Linked DNA regions of Urocitellus parryii: region 2 is linked to region 1. A link is a contact called in public Hi-C data. All regions are on one chromosome and are shown on one strand. The core of a region is the stretch at or near the end of the contact, and the rest is flanking DNA. Distances in the headings are between cores, read along the strand shown. Region 1 holds the start of Rpl6 (ribosomal protein L6). Region 2 holds the start of Suds3 (SIN3A corepressor complex component SDS3).

Evidence for each region. Hi-C and Micro-C count contacts between places; a contact is called where the count stands out from the background.
Region 2: a Hi-C map of muscle shows a contact between it and region 1, with 7 times the contacts expected there. The contact joins the promoter of Suds3 here to the promoter of Rpl6 in region 1. A contact is called at or near these places in 2 of 2 Hi-C or Micro-C datasets (liver and muscle).

The regions. Positions count from the first base shown.
Region 1 is chr3:143,542,559-143,546,816 of mUroPar1.hap1, reverse strand. It overlaps Rpl6 (ribosomal protein L6), which reads right to left and starts at 2,105. Exons shown (of 7, transcript XM_026412067.1): 1 at 2,048-2,105; 2 at 923-1,159; 3 at 734-832. The coding sequence starts at 1,159.
Region 2 is chr3:144,016,470-144,020,727 of mUroPar1.hap1, reverse strand. Suds3 (SIN3A corepressor complex component SDS3) reads right to left here and starts at 1,764. Exons shown (of 12, transcript XM_026403407.2): 1 at 1,461-1,764. The coding sequence starts at 1,602.

The DNA.
Region 1 (4,258 bases), core at 856-3,355:
TTTCCTTGTTTGAAACTCAAATGCTTTAGTTACATCCTTCTCTTTTCATCTTCCAAAACAGACTTTAAATTTAGAAAAGCTCACATCTTCTCTGTACAAAGCATATGATTTAACACAGGAGTTGAGTGTTCAAGAAAAGAAAACTGCAAGCAGGTCACCTATTTAGACTTTGGAAACAGAGATGCCTGGCAAGCTACCCTACACAGCTGTAAGGGAGCCATTCTCACACAAGCTTTTTCACCTCTTCAGGGTCACTGACCTCTAACACAAACTCCTTCAGAAAGCATTTCAGACATACTCTACTATATTTTATATGTACCAAGAGGGGGCAAACCCAAATAACAAAAAAAATGGGAGATGCAGCTTGTTTTCTAGTTGAAATCAAGTATAACATCCTCATGGCAACAGGTCTCACTCCTCTTTTATTCACAAAGGAATCCAGGGCTTTCTTTGTGCATGTTATTCAAGAGCCCAACCACTGAGCTACAACTCCAGTATAAGTAACTTATTTCATGCAGTCTCACTTTCACTATACACCTATCAGAAACAAAGCTCAGCTTACATCAGATGTAGTAAATGTTTTGAAGACAACTTTGCAAAACCAGAACCTTTATCTTCAACTAGCAATCCTCTGGTAAGCAGGAGCTTATGTGTTATTTAAGTGCACAAGAACATAGTTAAATTTTCAGCTTCAATCTAAAAATCCCATTTCACAGCCTCCCCCAAATCTCACCATTTTGCGAAGCTTAACCACCCTGGTACCACCATTCTTGTCACCACCGACTGGTTTTGTAACAGTAGCAAGAACCTTCTCCTTCTTCTTCTTCTCAACCTACAAAGACAAATGCATCAAAAAGTCAAAGACAGAGAATGAACGCATACTCTGCAGACATAATGGTTATTGGTTTTCTTCTTTCCATACCTTGGACTTAGCAGCAGTGTACTTCCTCTTATACATGGCCTTTCGGGAGTACATGGCAGATCGGGAGTATCTGCCAATTCCTCTAACGAGGACAGGGTTCCGGCTGCAGTGGGGCTTTCCTTTCTTGGGTTTCTTATCCGTAGAGTCTTCCTTTTTATCCTTGCCAACAGCATCAGCCTTCTTGGCTCCAGGTTTCTTCTCCTTAGTGTCTGGCTTCTCAGCCTTTTCACCCGCCATCTACCAAAAAAAAAAAAAAAAAAAAAAAAAAAAAAAAAAGACATTTCATCAATCACCCCAAAACAAGGCAATATTAAAACTGCACACAGAGATGGGCTGGGCTTCCCTTCTACAAGCCTTCCCCCTTAAGATATTGGCTTTCTTCCCCAACTCCACACTAACCCATATTAGGGTCCCCCTGCCAACAGACTAAACTTTTGAGAATTTGCAAATCTCTTACACCCGTTGGATTTTTGCTAAATATCCGGCGAGACCTACTTTAGTATTACTGTTTTACAAACTTAAAAACTTAGGAGAGTCTTCAACAAAATTTGCAAAGTTCGGAAGCGGCGAGTACAGAGCTTGAAATCGTTTGCTTTCAAAAATCTTTGCTCCCAAGTCTTAAGACCACTAGCTCAATTCAACAAATTCGGTTTAGGGAAATGACAGCCCAAACTCGGGTCATTCCCGAAGACACAGGCTCCACGACTAAGAAGCAACTTCCGGTCAGGGACGTGGGGGAAGACGCGGGAGCAACCGGCTTCAGCCTCAAACCTCAACGTGGCTGAGACTAGTTGAGCAGCGTATTTTGTGACCAGGGCTCAGAACGCCGGAGCACACGCTGTTGCCCCGTCCCTCTGGCCCCACCAGCTCGCTCCGGCAGCCCACAGGGACCCCGGTTCCCCAGCCCCAGAGCGTGGGGAACAGCCGGAGCCTCCACCGCATTCCACCTCACTCTTCACTCCCCGCCGCCAATCCAGGTCAAAGAAATAAAGCGTCTGGAAGGCCTCTCAGTTGACCCTGAGCATGCTCGACCCCTGTAGGTGTCGACTTAACGTCCTTGGGTTTCGGATGGCGAAGGATTGAGGTCTTGAAATTCAGTCTTTCCAAGAGAGCCGCCTTCCTTACCTTGCAAGATGGGAAAGAGAACTAAGTACCGGGCTTCCGGTCTATATGCAATGACGGGAAGCGGTCTCCTCTCACTTCCTTCCTGTACTAAGGCATCATGGGAAATGTAGTTTCTCCTGCATCTTGGGATATGTAGTAAGTCCTATACAGGGAATTATTTTTTTCTATTAAGAAGTGTAGGTGGTCCGGAGGCTGAGACAGGAGATCTCAAGCTCAAAGCTAGCCTCAATAAGAGCCAGGCGCTAAGCAACTCAGTGATACCCTGTCTCTAAATAAAATAAAAAAAATAGGGCTGGGGATGTGGCTCAGTGGCAGAGTGCTTGCCTAGCAATGTGAGGTACTGGGTCCGATCCTCAGCACCACATAAAAATAAACAAAGACTTTCTGTCCATCTACAACAATAACAACAAAAAATTAAGTGAAGGTAAGAGCTTTTTGACTTATAGTGTTTCATTTCAAAGCCAATCAATTATTTTTAAATTTTAAGAATTACTGACATGAGTGGGCTGGATCTGTAGCTCAATGCCTGAGCGCATGCGTGAGACTCTGGGTTCGCTCCTTAGCACCTCATTAAAATAAACAAAATAAAGGTATGCTGTCCGTTTACAACTACAGAAAAGTTAAAAAGAAAAAAAAATATTACTGACTTGCTTTTAATTAAGTTTTATCCAAGCCTATTTTAGATTTTATTTAGAGACAGGGTCTCACTGAGCTGCTTAGTGCTTCGCCATTCTCCTGTCTCAGCCTCCCTAGCGGCTGGGATCACAAGCCTGCACCACGATGCCAACTGACCCTTTAACTTTTAAACGTGGAAATCAACCAGGTGAGGATGTAGTGAAAATAATTTTTCAACACTTTTTTTTTTTTGGTATCAGTGATTGAACCCAGGAGCTGGACACCACTAAACACTGAACACCACATCCACAGCCTATTTTGTACTTTATTTTTAATTTTTTAAAAAAATATTTTTTTAGTTGTCAGTGGATCTTTTATTTTATTTATGTATATGTGGTGCTGAGGATCAAACCCAGGGCCTCATGCAAGTGAGGCCAGGCAAGTGCTTTATCACAGAGCCACAACTCCCTCCCCCTTTTTAATTTTTTTTTTTTTTTTTTTTTTTTTTGAGACAGGGTCTTGCTAAATTGCTGAGACTGACTTTGAACTTGTTGTCTTCTTACCTCAGCCTTCCAAGCCACCAGCATTACAGGTGTTTGCCACCACTCCTGGCTTCTCAACACTTCTATATAAACTAAAATCCAAGTTCTTTGTAGTAAAACTGACTCTTAATTTTAAAAAGTTTTTTTTTTTTTTTTTTGGTATTGGGGATTGAGCTCAGGGGCACTTTATCACTGAGCCACTTCCCCAGCTGTTTTGTTTGTTTGATTTGAGACAGGGTCTCACTAAATTGCCTAGGACTTTGCTAAATTGCTGAGTCTGGCCTCAAACTTGTGATCCTATTGCCTTAGCCTCCCAAGTTGCTGGGATGACAGGTGTGCACCATTGCACCCAGCTACAAGGTTACTTCTGAGTTTGAAAAATTTTCTCTCCGATTTCCTTTGTATGCCTCCATTCAATCTTGGCTGCCACACTCAGATAAGAAAGTTCTGGAACACTTTTTTTTTTTTTTTAAGCCTCTGTACTGGAAGCCTTAACATCAGACAATCAGTGCTCCAGGTCTGTCAAAAAAGTGCACAGACCATTAAAATTCTCAAAGTACTACTAGGAACCAACATAAGGTTACAACTTTTTGTTTTGCTCATTAAGAACTTAAGGCAACAGTGTCAGAGTTGATGTTGGGGCAGGCCCCAAATGGCTATAGTTAGGCTCCCTTGCTGAGGCTTCCAGTGAGCCATGTTATGCTTTTAATGTGTGACCGAGGCCATGAATCAGCTATGTCATGATCAGTGTGTTCTCAAGGTCAGAAACATTTGCTTGTGAGCAGACACCCGCTTCTGTAACCTGTTAGCAGTGTGCCATCTTTGGCCTCTATATAAAAAAAGGCCTATGGAAATGGCTCAGGGGTCTGGCTAGGATCAATTGCCACCTCTCAATAAAGGATGACCAATATTCCCACAGTGCCTCTCATCTTCTTTCAACTGCCAGATTCCCAAACCTTGTTTCCCAGGCCTGAGCCTTGCATTCAGTGTGACAATTGGCATAGTCAGCAGGATTCAGCCCAGGTAAGAGATACATTGACCCTGGGGGGCGAGG
Region 2 (4,258 bases), core at 515-3,014, 470 kb before region 1:
AAAAAAAAGAAATCCTAGCATACACATTCTCTTCTGATACTTGCTCATTTTTAACCCCCTCTAACATTTTACATTAAAATATATACAATAAAAAAGGAGAATGCCCCCCAAACAAATTGAATTCTAAGAACTGAAGTGCAAAGTTACAATCAAAGGAAGCAGGACAGAGGCAAGAATATAAAACAAAAACATTTTAAAACACCGTTCTCAGAACAAGCAAATGGCTGGAGTATCTACATAATTTTCACAGCCCCTTATACTTTCAAGGAGGAAAAAAATAAATAAAATTTAGCTTCATCACTCCCCCTGGTGGGTATTAAAAGCATTACATGTATTTCACATTATAAATCTCTGGTTCAGTCTTGCCTTGGGATGTGGTTAAACTAAATGTAAGTTTCTTCAACTTTATTTTCCCTATATGCAGCTGCCTTTGAGAGGCTGTTGCAGATCCAATTCTCCACTAACTCTTCTCCCTTCCTTCAGCGGAAGAGACCTTCACCTGTCATGTGCCAGCCTGCCACATTATTTGGCACTGGGGAGACTGAGATGATTAAAACAGACTTCATTCCAGACAGCTGGTCTAGCTCTTGCTTTTACGGCCCTATTTTGTGCCAGAATATTCCACCGGTTCATCAGTCTCTATCACCTCTTTCTTGCTTGCCCTTTTTACATTTCTTCACCTTTCTCCTCCTGCAGACAGTTTCCTTCCTCAATGCCTCCAAAACAGTTTTGCTCACACTTGCCAATAGGTAAAGCCCAATTTGAAAAGCAAGGCTGAGAGGCAGTAAATGATAATATAAAGAGCATGGAACCGAAAATATGTCTGGGCGCCATAAAGTAAATCCCTACCTCCTCCTGTGCCTGTTTTTCCAGTGGTGACCGGCCAAGTACTTGATGCACGTTATCTCATTTAATCCTCACACCTTCCCTAAGAAAGGGGACGACTTGGGACACCATTGCAGTTGGTTCAAGTTGTCTACGGTTACGAAGCTGGTTTAAATGACAGCCAAATTCAAACCTAGGCTAGCTGGTTGCAGGTCCCGTCCTTTTAACCTGTATTCTCTATCGCGCGCTGTACCGCGTAAATGAAGCTCATTTAAGCATTTCAGGGGACTTGGGACCGAAGAAGCCAAACTGGCCTCCACTCTGATCCTCGGGGCGGGCGGGGGGAGTACTACTCAAGGAACTCAGTGGATGACTTTCCCATTCCAACCCGCGAAGACTCTGAGGTTCAACGGTTGGGCTGGGGGGTGGGGGGTGGGGGGCTTGTCTTAAAGGGACCAGCAGCTCTCACTACCTCCAGCCCCCTCCTCCCTTGACTGGAGGGTACGAAGCACCCGGGCTGCCCCGTCCCCCCAGAGCGGCCCCTCCAGCCAGCCCCAAGCCCCGGAGGCCGCCCCGCCCCTCTCCCGTGCAGCCCCACCCCAGCCCACCGCCGTCGGGCGACCTAGAGGACGCACCTTCGTCAGACTCGCGGCCCCGACAGCTGCGCTCGTCGTCCTCGGCGCTCTCCAGCTCCTCGTCCTCCTCCGGGTAGTACTCCGGGGCCGGCGGCGCTCCAGCCGGGGCCGGAGCCGGAGCCAACAGCCCCGCAGCACTCATGTCGTCTTTAGCCGCCGCTGAGCGTGCCCCCGGGAGATCACAGCCACCGGCTCTGGGGACTCGACGCCTGCCTAGCAGCGCCGGAGGGAACCCCTAACCTGAGGAGCTAGAGCCCCAGCGACCCCTTCCCCGTCTGCGCCGAGCTCCGCCCCCCGCGCCCGCGCTCGGCAACGGGGGCCTCGCGCCGCAGGCGACTTCCGGGTCGCGAGCTGCCCGAAGACGGCCTGACTCCGCCATCCTTGAGAGGGTGGGGAGGACCCCGGACGCCCTTTTTGCGGGAATCCCAGCCCTTTCCTCGCCGACTTAAAATCATCAACAGGCAGTGGAGGAGGGGCGGAGGCCGGCTCCCTGGAGTTAGGCAAATATACGGACAGCCCTACCCGCAGCCAGGACCCCGAGTCTCCAACGAGACTTCCGGAAACAGCCGCCAGGCGGCGCCCGGAGCCAAACCTAAAACGAGGATAGTAAGCGACCTGAGGGGCGGAAGGTTTGCCCCGCCTTGGGCAGGTGGAAGTGGACTCTGATTTTAGCAGGTGAACAACATGCATATCCTCTTAATAAGTCAGGAATCTGGACGGCCAGAGTAGGCGTTGTCTTGCAGGGGGAGTGGTGGGGGAGCCTGGCTCCTCCCCTAGATGAAGAACTGAAATAAAGACAAGGATGCTGATATTCGGTCCTGGGTCCGCAAAACCCTACTTTCCCAGTCCTTGGGAATCCTTTCTGTTGCACAGCTGGACTCCACACGGTCTTTTCCTGATTTTACGAATGGCGAGAAGAGCTGTCATTTGTCTAAGGGGAAGAAAATGGCAGCGTCCAGTGTGCTTGATTTATAAAGACCACCAGACCCATGCTTCTGCCTCATGTTTCCTTGAACATTAATTTTTAGAAACCGTTTTTGCACCAGTCCAGTAGCTTACTAACCGACTCTCAACTGAATGAGCAGAGCATTTGCCTACAGGAAGCAATTTGGCTAAAACTCGGGGGTAAAAAGCTGAGTATCTGCATGAGTTAATTTGTGTGATTCCCTCTGACTAGAAAGGGAAGACAGTGTAACAGATTTTGCTTAGCAAACGAATTTAGGGTATCCCTTTTGCGGAGAACAGCGTGGTCTAGTTGTTTGTAACAAGAAACAAAAATAAAAAAAAGTGCCCAGAGGTGTTTAATGGTCTGTCCAAAGTAACCTCATTCTATTTTAGATACAAGTCTTCGTAGAAAAAGTAATAAGTAATAAAACCAAACATAGATGTGAAAACCAGGGTGGAGCCTAACACAGCATTCTGATACTTAGAACCCATGTGATCACAATTTATCTCTAAATTGGCCCCCAGAGCCTTCTAAAAATGTATAATTTTATTCTCCTACCATTTATTTTGATGTTTCTTATTTACTACCTTGTTTTAATTAAAATCTTGGCTCTCTCTGTAAGGGATAATTCCTCCCAACAAAACACAAAAATTTGCAGAATGGAATGCTGAGATGTCTTTCCAGGAGTTCAGCAATCTTCTGAAGGTCCTTCTCAATAAGAGGCATTCTCAGCTCACTGTAGGTCCGCTGTCTATATTTAAACTAGAATTTCAGGATTGTCTCTTGTCCAAAAGATGAAGTCATTTTCCTTCTCTTTTTTTTTTTTTTTTTTTCCTTTTTCTCTCAGAGTTTTAGCCAAATTTTTTGGATCACATCTAAATTATTTGTAATCAACTACATGGAGCAAATAGAGTTCATATCAGTAACAATATTCATAAAGCAAAAAAGGACCACCATGTTAGAAATCAGAGTTCATTGATATAATGAATCAGAAAATAGTTGATTTCATTGTTGAATGTTGACTTTTTTTTTTTTTAAGAGAGAGTGAAGAGAGGATAGAGAGAGAATTTTTTTTAATATTTATTTTTTAGTTTTCGGCGGACACAACATCTTTGTTTGTATGTGGTGCTAAGGATCCAACCTGGGCCCCACGCATGCCAGGCACACCACCGATTGAGCCACATCCCCAGCCCTTTGACTGTTTTTTTTTTTTTTTCCTTCCAGTCAGGTGCAGTGGTACATGCCTATAATTCCAGTGACTTGGGCGGCTGAGGCTGGAGGATTGCGAGTTCAAAGCCAGCCTCAGCAACTTAAGAGGCCCTAAGCAACTAAGTTCATGAGACCTTGTCTCAAAATAAAAAATAAAAAGGGCTGGGGATTTAGTTCAGTGGTAGAGTGCTGCTGGGTTCAATCCCCAGCTGGGGGGTGGGGGGCGGAGAGAGAGACAGGGGTTTTTGTCTTGTTTTTTGTCCAGAGAGAGACTGGGGTTTTGTCTTGTGTTTTGTCTTCTTGGTTGCAAACAGCATCTGTTAATGGTCATGCATTTTTTTATATGTAATGCAAAGACACAACTAAACTCTTGGGTGGTGAACATTTACCCCATTTTTTCTATTCAGTCTTTCCAGCTGAGAAACTGATGGGATGAGCTCTTAACTAATAAATGCTCTTTGGTGAAGGGAGAACCTACTCAAAAAAAAATTCATGGCTTTAGTCTTACCCATCCTTCATGGTGGTTTAATATGATTTTGTTCAGTCTTTATGCCTGTAAAAATCAAGTTATGTCAAAATCAAGTTTGCCACTTGAAATCTTCTACTGCATCTGTTCCCAAAGTGGTACTCGGCCACACAGCTC